2 separate regions of the Sus scrofa genome follow, and region 2 is linked to region 1. Evidence: chromatin contacts called from public HiChIP or PLAC-seq data. All regions are on one chromosome and are shown on one strand. The core of a region is the stretch at or near the end of the contact, and the rest is flanking DNA. Distances in the headings are between cores, read along the strand shown. Region 1 holds the start of KCTD7 (BTB/POZ domain-containing protein KCTD7). Region 2 holds the start of CHCHD2 (coiled-coil-helix-coiled-coil-helix domain-containing protein 2).

Evidence for each region. HiChIP or PLAC-seq counts read pairs in DNA pulled down with a chosen protein or histone mark.
Region 2: an H3K27ac HiChIP or PLAC-seq map of alveolar macrophages shows a contact between it and region 1. The contact joins the promoter of CHCHD2 here to the promoter of KCTD7 in region 1. A contact is called at or near these places in 1 of 47 Hi-C or Micro-C datasets (embryonic fibroblasts) and 1 of 2 datasets of contacts at active chromatin or transcription factors (alveolar macrophages).

The regions. Positions count from the first base shown.
Region 1 is chr3:16,392,498-16,398,014 of Sscrofa11.1, forward strand. KCTD7 (BTB/POZ domain-containing protein KCTD7) reads right to left here and starts at 1,364. Exons shown (of 4, transcript XM_003354517.4): 1 at 986-1,364. The coding sequence starts at 1,129.
Region 2 is chr3:16,808,711-16,814,210 of Sscrofa11.1, forward strand. It overlaps CHCHD2 (coiled-coil-helix-coiled-coil-helix domain-containing protein 2), which reads left to right and starts at 3,699. Exons shown (of 4, transcript XM_003124448.4): 1 at 3,699-3,896. The coding sequence starts at 3,847. LOC102162776 (a long non-coding RNA gene) reads right to left here and starts at 3,605. Exons shown (of 4, transcript XR_001307408.2): 1 at 3,469-3,605.

The DNA.
Region 1 (5,517 bases), core at 114-2,613:
GGAGTGTGGCCTATAGTCTCTGGGTCCTGAGCTTTCTTCCCTTAAATCACACTGTTTCACCAATGACAATGCACAGAAACATTGGACCCTGTGTCCCCAATGGCTTTTTTTTTTTTTTTTCAATTACAAACAGTCCTTCTGGAGTTTTGCCCATTTTCACAAGTGTCCCATGATGCTTTGAGTATCTAACCCCAAGAGGACACTACAGTTTTCCAAGAGCCTCACCCAGCCCCACCCAGCCCCTCTGGGGCTCAGGCCATCTGCCCAGGACTCCCCACGTCACATGCTCCCATGTCTGGCACTACCTTAACCCCTACCTCCCAGTCTCTGTCTTCAGTGCCCAGCAGGGCCCCACCTTCCCTCCTCTTTTCTCGTCTCTTGAGGGTCATTTCAGGTGTTCATATGATCATGTCACATGCATTAAGACCAGTGGAAGCCACCATGCATCACAGCACAGCAGCTAGGAGGGGAAGCCATGGAGTTGTCAGGTGAGTGTGGCCACAGCTATGAACTGGCCTGCTTCTTATCTGCACACTGCCCCTTAGCCCACTCTCTGGGCAGCTGGAGACTGGCTTTGGGCAATGACTAAGGCCTCTTCTTGGATTCTCTGGAAGACACTATCATCCCTTGGGGTTCCAAGGGCTCCTTCCCATGGCCTTCCTTCCCTCCTCCAGTTGGTAAGGGTGGGCCATAGGGATGGGAGTACCAAGCTTGCAAGGAGTGAATCCTGGAAGGAGGGGGATGGGAGGGCCAGGTGCTGCCTAGAGCAAGGAAGACACACCTGGCGTGTTTTACAGAGGGTGCGTGGGGAGGGGGGGATCGGTGGGTGGTGGGAGTGGGATGGGCAGGGGAGCACAGCTTCTGGCACCGCCCTCGGCCTGACCCCCTCCCCAGCCTCAGCGCTGTTCACATCCCAAGGTCAGCTCTGTCTGGCACCGGCTCCTGTCTCTGCACCCCTTCTCGCGCCCCCACCCCCTCCAGGTACCTCCTGCGGGAGCAGGGGCAGTGCGTGCCCAGCCTGCGTGGCCGTAGGGGTGGCCGGCTCCAGAAAGTCGTCTTCGGCGTCGGAGCTGGACATGGCACCGTCCGGACGACGGTTGTCTGGCTCCCGCCCCGTGACTACCACCATCCCTCTGGCTCTGGGCAGTGGGCGCGGCTTCGGGCGGGCGGGAGGGTGGTGGCCCAGGCACTAGCACCCAGCAGCGCCTGGCATGACGCGGCGCGCCGGTGGGCGGGGCCGGAGGGGCTGAGAGCTCAGCGCGGTGGGGCTGGAGGGCGGCCGCTCCCTCAGCGCCAACGGGCTCGCTGACCACCCGGCGGACCGCAGGGCCACCGGCCTGACCCGGCCACCTCCCACTATTGGCCGAGCTGCCGCTAGTTCCGCCCCTGATTGGCGTGAAGCTCGCCCAATCTCAGAGCAAGTAGAGCTTTCGCTCCGTGCCTGAATGGCCACTGGGAGCCGGGCTGGCTGGCCTGCCCCGTTCTGATTGGCCCTCTGGACAGTGGGCGCGCCCTCCCCACCCGCGAACACTCGCTCGGCGCGTGGGGCGCGCGCACGCGGCCACCGTCTCTAAGCCGGGCCTTCTTGGGTCCGAGGGTGGCTCCTGCATCGGGGTCGACACCTAGAAACTTGCGAGGAGAGAGGGCTCACGACTTAGTCGTTCCTACGTCTCCAGGGCAGCGCGTGATGTGCATCCTTGGGCGTCAAAGGCCAGGCAAATCCGGGAGGACCAGGTCGCCGCAATGGAGAGCCTAGGCATCCCTTCCCGGAGGATACGGAGGAGGCACGACTTAGGTCACTGAGGTTGTAGGAGAGGAAGGGTAGCGCTGCAACAGGGACTGGCCCTTCTCTAGCCACAAGGGCAAAACCTGAGTTTCCAGTCTTTCCTGATTGACCCAAAAAGAAAACTCAAGTTAGAGGCAATTGAGAATGACAGTGACTCTCACCCTCAATGTGTCAGTTCTTCCACTGGCACCTGGAGACACAGACGGAAACAGGCCCTCTCTTGAGACGCTCCCAGGCTGCTGAGGCAGAGTCCAGCCTGATCCAACGTCTATCAACAGCCTTGGATGCTGTGACCCCTGGTATAGTTGGATCAGCTCAGGGACTCTCCTAGGAATCAAGGTTTGAGCCCTTTCAAACCATTTTTACACCCAGTTCTTCATTTGCATCTCACATTGTGACAGAAAAGGAAGCTGAGACCTAGAGGATTAAAACCACTGTAGGAGTGTCCTCCATGAGTGTTTTCTCCAAACTTGGTTGCATCAAAATCACTGGGGGGGGAACTTGCTAAAATGCAGATTCCCAGTCCGACTCCAGAGAATCTGACTTGGTCCATCTGGGGTGAAGCCCTTGAACTTGCATTCCTAACGAACTCCCCAGGTAACCCTGGGTGCTGCAGGTCCTTGAACCACGTTTTGAGTAGGGCTGCTCTAAAGAAGGCTGCCTGAGGCCATCTCTTATCTGTAACTACCTGCTCCAGCCTTTCTCAACATCCATAACAAAGTTTCTTCTTTCCATCCTTAGAATCATTAGGATTCCAGCTGTAATAGAAACTGCAATCAAAGGTGGATTATATCATAGGAAAATTTGATTATCTTCTATAACAGGAAGTCTGAACAGCTCCTGGATTGGTCCATTAAGTAATGCAATAAGGAGTTACCTGGACCAGTTCTCTTCCATTTGTCCACTCTGCCAGGGGGACTCTCCTCCTTTAAAAATTCATATGAGGAAACTAGAGAACTAAGGGCTTATCAGGATGACAGTTTAAATCGAGGCTGTCCAAAGAGAATGGAACGGGAGCCCCAGAGGCTCAAGAGGTAGGGAAATCCAGGTACAATCAGTGTTACATTACTGAATGTGTTGGAGTTTTCATCTTCCATTTTGGCTGAGGATTTCCTTCAGGAATATAGTTGCCCAGTTGGTTCTGTTTATATGGTGTGTATTAAGGGGGCGGGAAGTCCAAGGGCAGCAGCCTGCAATGAAGACTTGCTGAGAGAGCAGGAAGGGGTTGCAGCAGGCTTTCTGGGAAAGCAGGGCACTTGGCTGGCAGCAGCGATTCCCACCCCGCAGTGAACTGACTTCCAGGCCAGTTCACAGGAGGGCTGCAGAGCAGGGTCAGTGAACCTTGGAGAGAGGAATGGGTAGCTCGTGCCCATGCAGAGGTGGGGGCTGCTCTCAGAACACTGGCACTTACAGCTGGGATTACTCTTCCTCCAGGAGTCAACAAAATACTCCTACAGGCACTGAGTCCTGAGATTAGCCAAATGGATTCTATTCTCCACATCTCACCAAAAAAGAGAACTTCGGAATGGCAACAGATTTCCAAAGTGCTGATTCAGCATGTGGATTGAATAATTTAAAACAATAAAAGAAATGAAAAACAGGAACGAAAGCTTCCATCTTCTTTTCCCCATTACCTTCTTTCGGTTTTAATTTTGATTTGAACCTTTAGACATATAAACAGTTATAGACCATAACAATTACAACCCATGTACTCACTTCCCAGCTCATGAAATACAATATGACAAACACAGTTGTATCTGCACATACCTCCCTAATCTCATTCCCCTCCCTCCAAAATATATGTATCATTTCATTCATGTTTTCTTTTTAGTTGGGATATATGGTACAGAAAAATGCAAAATCATATCTGTACAGCTTGAAGAATAATTATAAAAGAGAAAGAGAGCCCTGTAACCACCACTCAGTCAAAAAACAGAACGCTGCCAGCTCCCATTCTCTCCAAAGGCTCCTCCATGACAAACTCCATTCCTCCAAAGGTCACCTCTGTCCTCACTTTTCTTTCTTTTTCTTTTTTTTTTTTTTTTGTCTTTTTGTCTTTTTGCCATTTCTTGGGCCGCTCCCGAGGCATATGGAGGTTCCCAGGCTAGGGGTCTAATCCGAGCTGTAGCTCAGCCTACGCCAGAGCCACAGCAACACAGGATCCGAGCCGCATCTGTGACCTATACCACAGCTCACAGCAACGCCGGATCGTTAACCCACTGAGCAAGGGCAGGGATCAAACCTGCAACCTCATGGTTCCTAGTCAGATTCGTTAACCACTGCGCCACGATGGGAATTCCTGTCCTCACTTTTCTGACCATCATTTCTTTGTTTGCCCAGCTACCCACCCATGAATATAACTAACTCTAAGCTGTGCAGTTTAATGTTAGCTGGGTTTTGGACTTAAAGCGAATGGAATCTTTTCCATGTCACTGCTGATGAGTATTTAATTATGTCCCAATGTTGTACGATGACAAACGGTGCTGCTATGAACTCTATATCTTGTGACGCTCTGTCCAATCAGAGCTGCAGTGCTGGCCTAGGCCACAGCCACAGCAATGCCAGATCTGAGCCTCGTCTGCAACCTACACCACAGCTCATGGCAATGCCAGAACCTTAACCCTCTGAGCGAAGCGAGGGATTGAACCTGCCTCCACTGAGCCACGACGGAAATTCCTATAAACACATCCTTAACTCACAGTGCCATGGGGGCATCCATCTTTATGTTTCTTCAAGTTAGCTCTCTTCCTTTTTTTTTCCTTTTAAAGATCCTGAGATACAATTGACGGATAACCTTAGTTTCAAGTGTATAACATGATTTGATATTTGCTTACACTGCCAAATTATCACCACAAGAAATCTAGTCAACTTCCAAGTCAGCTCTCTTTCCTATTTCCAATCTTACCAGTCCTTTCAAGACCCCCTCCTCATTCCAGGAAACCCCCACTCCTTCCAGCAAATGGCAGTTTGGCTATTGCACAGAGAAAAGGAGGCTCTCAGGTGTGGAGAACTCCTTCAACTTCCTACCACCAACAAGTTAATTCTGTCTGCGAAATCTCTCCTTCGCTCCTGCTTTGGAGGAGAAATACTCTTCTCGGGATTGGAGGGTTTTTCTTCCAACACAGCTCTTGCTTTTGCAGGACTGGACATCCCCCATCCATGAACCTTTCTCCCCTGAATTTTCCGTCTCTTCCTCTACATTGTTTTCTTTGCTGCGGCTCATTTTATGTGCCATTTTTTCCCCAACTTCTCTCTGATCCTTTGTTGTCAATATCTTCATAAGAAAAGTCTACTCTTCTAGGCAAGTGTGGACTTTTCTTGCTGATCCCCATTGCAAGTTGGCCTTCTGACCCAGCACTTTGCTAAAACTGTTCTTTCAAGTCAGAGTGGCCCCTTAATTGCCAAATCCAGCGATGTGTCCCTCTAGAACTCTTTGAAGCATGCTGCTGTTGACCAGTGGCGCTCCCTTAAAATCCCTTGCTCCTTTGAATTCCCTGATCATCTTCTGACTCCTCTTCTCTCCATCTCTTTTTCATCTCCTTTGCAGGCCCCACGGCTCCTCTCATTTCTTCAATGGTATTGGATCCCAGAATTAGTCCTTGGTTTGCTTTTGTTCTAGTCTACATATGCTTGCAGTGATTCCATCTACGCTCATGGCTTCAATCACTATCCACATATCAAAGACTGCTAAATTTAATTTTTTTTTTTTTAGGGTGGCACCCACAGCACAT
Region 2 (5,500 bases), core at 2,449-4,948, 420 kb after region 1:
GAGTTACAGGTTAAAACTTAGGCAGTGTATGGCAAAGTCCCTTTCCTTTCTCTTTGGTCTGCATTTGGTCAGGCCTCTGCACCCAGTGGGGAATCCTTGGTTAGGCGAGAAGGGTGGTGTACTGGAAGGGGCAACATGAATTTTTTTTTCTTTCATTTTTGGCCATCCCACGGCATATGGAGTTCCCAGGCCAGGAATGAGATCCAAGCTGCAGGTGCAGCCTAAACTGCAGCTGTGACAACACCCAAGCCTTGATCCACTGTGCTGGGGAGATTGAGTCCCAGCACTCCCAAGATGCCCCCAATCCTACTGCGCCACAGTGGGAACTCCCGAAACCTGAAGTTTAATCCTAGCTATGGCTATTTATTAATCTGGCATCCAGCAAACTTCTGAGTGGCACCTATTTTCAAGTTCCACCAAGCTTCAGGTGTTCCATTTGTAAAATGGGAATACTATTGGATTACCCTGCCCAACTGGATTATAGGTAAAAATATATAAAAGTCTGACATAGTTAAGGGCTTTACACATAATCAGTGCTCAATAAGTGGTAATTATTTTTTAAGTTTATGGAACACAATCCCTCATTTTCCTCTTTAGTCACAAAGTTTTAAACTTTTTCACTCCATTAATTCTTTTAAAGTGTCTCTGACATTCAGGCAGTGTGGTATATGGTGTCGGAGTCCTGGCTTTGGAGTCAAATGCCTGTATGGATTTGGGAAAGTTGCTTAAACTAAGCATTTGTTTTCTTACCTATAAAATAAGGATGACACAGGACCTATTTCAAGAGCTATTGTGAGGCATAAGTGAAATAATGCATGTGGAGCTCTCAGGGGCTGGTATATAACAGGCATTCAAATAATTAGTAATAATGTTCCTTGCCGCTGTCTTAGCCTTCAGGATTTTTTCCCTTACCCCTAGTCTCCCTCTGCTATATCTCAGATTGTCTAGATCAATCTTCCTGAAGACATTTTTTTAACAGCCACACCTGTGGCATATGAGAGATGGCAGGCTACGGGTTGAATCAGAGCCCCAGATGGGACCTACACCACAATCACAGCAACACTGGATCCAAGCTGCATCTTTGACCTATGCAGCAACTTGCAACAACAATGGATTCTTTTTTTTTTTTTTTTTTGGTCTTTTTGGTCTTTTTGCCTTTTCTTGGGCCGCTCCCGCGCCATATGGAGGTTCTCAGGCTAGGGGTCCAACCGGAGCTGTAGCCACCAGCCTATACCACAGCCACAGCAACTCGGGATCGGAGCCTCATCTGCGACCTACACCACAGATCATGGCAACGCCGGATCCTTAACCCACTGAGCAAGGCCAGGGACTGAACCTGCAACCTCATGGTTCCTAGTCAGATTCGTTAACCACTGAGCCACAATGGGAACTCCAACAACAACGGATACTTAACCCACTGAGTAAGGCCGGGGATTGGATCTCACGGACACTATGTTGGCTTCTTACCCACTGAGCCACAACAGGAGCTCCTTGAAGACCATTTTAGTAACATAAAAACCCTCATGACTGCTCTAACCTTGTTGGATAAAAATCTTAAATGCCTTACATTGTGCTAGAAACCATCTATTAGATTTTCTTAAATTTGTTTCTCACAACTTTCAAAAATACTCTGGTCCTCCAAACTCACTGTATCTGCTATGCCGTAACAGGAACTCCGATTTCACTCATTTTAGACACGAGAGTTTTTAAAATTCAAATATGGTCACTGTAGAAATTATGTGTATGAGTTACCTATTGCTGTGTAACAGATTACTATCTTAGTTTCTGTGGGTCAAGAATTTGGGAGTGGCTTAGCTGGGTGGTTCTAGCTTAGGGTCTCTAGAGGTTGGAGAGGAATTAGACTCCACCTTTTGAATGGATTGTCAAGGAATTTGAGAACATATTTTAAATCATCTTTGTGGGTTTAATTATTGTGTGTTCACTATAGAGAAATTAGAAAACAAAGACAAGCCCAAAAAAGGAAGAAATTCTTATCCAATAATGGATAACATCACCATATGGAGGTATATAATTCCAGTCTTACTATGTTTTTTTTGGCCATGCCCATCACATGCGGAAGTTCCTGGCCAGTATTGAACCCATGCCACCACTGTAATCAGCCTCGGCAGTGACAAAGCCAGATCCTTAACCACTAAGCCACAAGGGAACTCCTCAAAATACAAACTATGTATACTATTTTGTAACCTGCTCTTCACTTAATATTATGTAAAGCTACTTCTCATGTCAGAGATTCCTTCATAACATTTTAAATACCTGCATAACATTTTATTATATGTATGTACTATAACTTTTTTTTTTTTTTTTTTTTTTTTTTGCTTTTTAGTGCCACACTCATGGCATATGGAGGTTCCCAGGCTAGGGATCTAATCAGAGCTACAGCTGCCAACCACAGCCACAGCCCCAGAAACACCAGATCTGAGCCGAGTCTGCAACCTACACCACAGCTCACAGCAATGCTGGATCCTTAAACCACTGAGTGAGGCCACGGATCAAACCCGCGATCTCATGGTTCTAGTCAGATTCATTTCTACTGCGCCACTATGGGAACTCCTATTATAACTTCTTTAATTTTTTTTTTTTTTTCTTTTTAGGACCGCACTGTGGCACATGGAAATTTCCAGGCTTGGGGTACAATTGGAACTGCAGCTGGGGGCCTACACCACAGCTCACAGCAACACAACACCAGATCCTTAACCCACTGAGTGAGGCCAGGGATTGAACCTGCATCCTAATGGATACTAGTTGGGTTCATTACAACTGAGCCACTAGGGAACTCCTAAAATGTACTGTTAAAAGCACTTTACACCAAGTATCCTTGAAGCACAGATCCTCCAGGGCTTTGGATCTGCTGTTCCCTCTGCCAGGAATGCTCTTACCCTTGACAAACACAAAGCTTGCTTCCCCACTTACTCAAAAATTTCGTTCAGATACCACCTCTTCAAAGGCTCCTGCTCTCTCCAACTTCTAACTTCCTTACCCTGCTTTTGCTTCCTATCTCCACCATCCAATTTATGTAGGTATTAGTGTCTCACTCCCTGAATTTAAACTCCATTTAACTAGATTATCTCCAGAACCTAGCTAATGCTTGTAGACCATTCAGAACATCTTGTTTAATTATAAGTAAACTAATACCATCCCAATTACAGGCACAAATTCTATAATATATATGGAAGGGGTTGGAACATTTATTAAATACATAGATGTGGGGCATTATTATTGTCTGAATTTTTGATTGGATCCAGAAAAAACAAGTAGAACCAACTTAGCTCTGTCGATCCCTAAAGTTCTCCGTTTTCTTCATTTCGGTTATTACGTGCCCACACTGCGCCTCAAAAAATATTTACCCCAATAAATAACTTAATGAGAAAAGTTAAGTAACTTGCCCAAGGTTCAGCGGCAATCATGCCACAGCTCTGACTCACTCTCTCAAGGTTAGAGCTGACCTACCATGTTAATAATGCGAACGGCTGAAGGTATCAGCTGCAGTCCTTGCGCCCTAGGAAGCAAACAGCTAGCGGTTCTGACTCGCACTAGGCTCCGAGGACGAGGTTTGTGAACACCCAAATCCTATTACAATTTCGCAAAAAGCCCGGGCGCCGAGCTCCTTACGTCAACTGCGTACGACGAGGCGCCGCCGTGACGTCCTACTCTTCCTGTGACCTTCAAACCCGCGGAAACGTCGGCGAACGGAAGGCCTGAGAGCTGATTGGTTGCGCGCTGAGGCCGGCCCCGCCTTCCGACTTCCGCTGTCGGTCTCTGCAGAAGCCGCCAGGGTCTCCTCTGAGTTTCTCTGTCTTCTAGGTTCGCGTTCGTTGCGCAGTTACGATGCCTCGTGGAAGCCGAAGCCGCACTTCCCGCATGGCCCCTCCGGCTAGGTGAGACCACCGGGGTTTGGGGTCCTGCTGGTGCCGTGGCGCAGAGAGAGGCTGCGGGTGGGCCTCGGAGCAGCGGGGTGTCGGCGGGCCGGGGCTTCCGAAGGCCAGGGCGGTGTGGGCCCTCCTCCGGTCGCCGCAAGCTAATTGTAGGGCTTTAGCTAGTTTTCTCGTTAGTGGCGTACTTCCTAATTTTGAATGCCCATGAATTATAATTTGAAATATTGTAGAACTCAAGTTAAAACAGGCCCGTTCTAGAAATAAGTGGTATTTATAGGTGTAATCACGCAGAAACGCCAAAAATAGCACAGAAAACAATGGAAGCTAGTGTAATTGGGAAAATATCGCATTTTAATTTCAGTAAATGATCTCTTCCGTGAGCAGTGAGCGTTCCAAGGACTTGGCCCAGTAGGGGTCACCGTCGTCAATGTCTCACGTGTACGTGATGTTTGCTAGTTCGTAAAATACTTGTAAAATGTGCTGCCAGTTGCGCCACACGGTAACCTTAGCGGTAAATGTTATTCCTGTTTTACAGAAACTGGAGACTCAGAATAAGTGACTTGTCCACCAATAAGTAGGGAAGCAAGGTCTCAGACCCAAGTTTGCTCGTGGCTAATTCAGAGCATTTAGCACAGTAGCTTGCCTGGTGTATTGTGTTCAGACAGTATGCCACGAGTGTAGGGAGTTCACTTAGCGAAAGATTGTTATCCGAGAGGAAACCCTATTGTTAAAAAGTTATGCCAAATAAACTACCTAACACGAAGTGAAGTCATAAACTTTTGACCTAGTCTTATTTGAGGGACTAGCACCCAAGGAAACAATCTAAAAAATGGACAGAAGGCGTATAATCTATGTGAAAGATTTTGAAAGCAGCACTGGACATATTAGTGAATTTTTTTTTTTTTTTGGTCTTTTGTCTTTTGTTGTTATTGTTGCTATTTCTTGGGCCGCTCCCGCAGCATATGGAGGTTCCCAGGCTAGGGGTCTAATCAGAGCTGTAGCTGCCAGCCTACACCAGAGCCACAGCAACGCAGGATCCGAGCCGCGTCTGCAACCTACACCACAGCTCACGGCAACGCCGGATCGTTAACCTGCTGAGCAAGGGCAGGGACCGAACCCGCAACCTCATGGTTTCTAGTAGGATTCGTTAACCACTGTGCCACAACGGGAACTCCCTGAAATTTTGAAAGCATTCAAATGTCCTACAGATGGGAAATAGGTGAAATTAGGTGTAACAGTTCAGACATGTCACTTCCATTTACTGAGTTTCAGTTTTTTCTTTTTTGGGGGGCCGCTCACGCGGCATATGGAAGTTCCCAGGCTAGGGGTCGAATCGGAGCTGTAGCTGCCAGCCTATGCCAGAGCCACAGCAACGCTGGATCCGAGCAGGATCTGCGCCCTACACCACAGCTCATGGCAACGCTGGATCGTTAACCCACTGAGCAAGGGCAGGGACCGAACCCACAACCTCAGGGTTCCTAGTCGGATTCGTTAACCACTGCGCCACCACAGGAACTCCCAGTTTTCTAATCTATGAAATGAAGAAACTGAACCAGTTTATTTCCCCAAATGACTGACGGTAGGTCTTTCAATTGCACCATCTCACA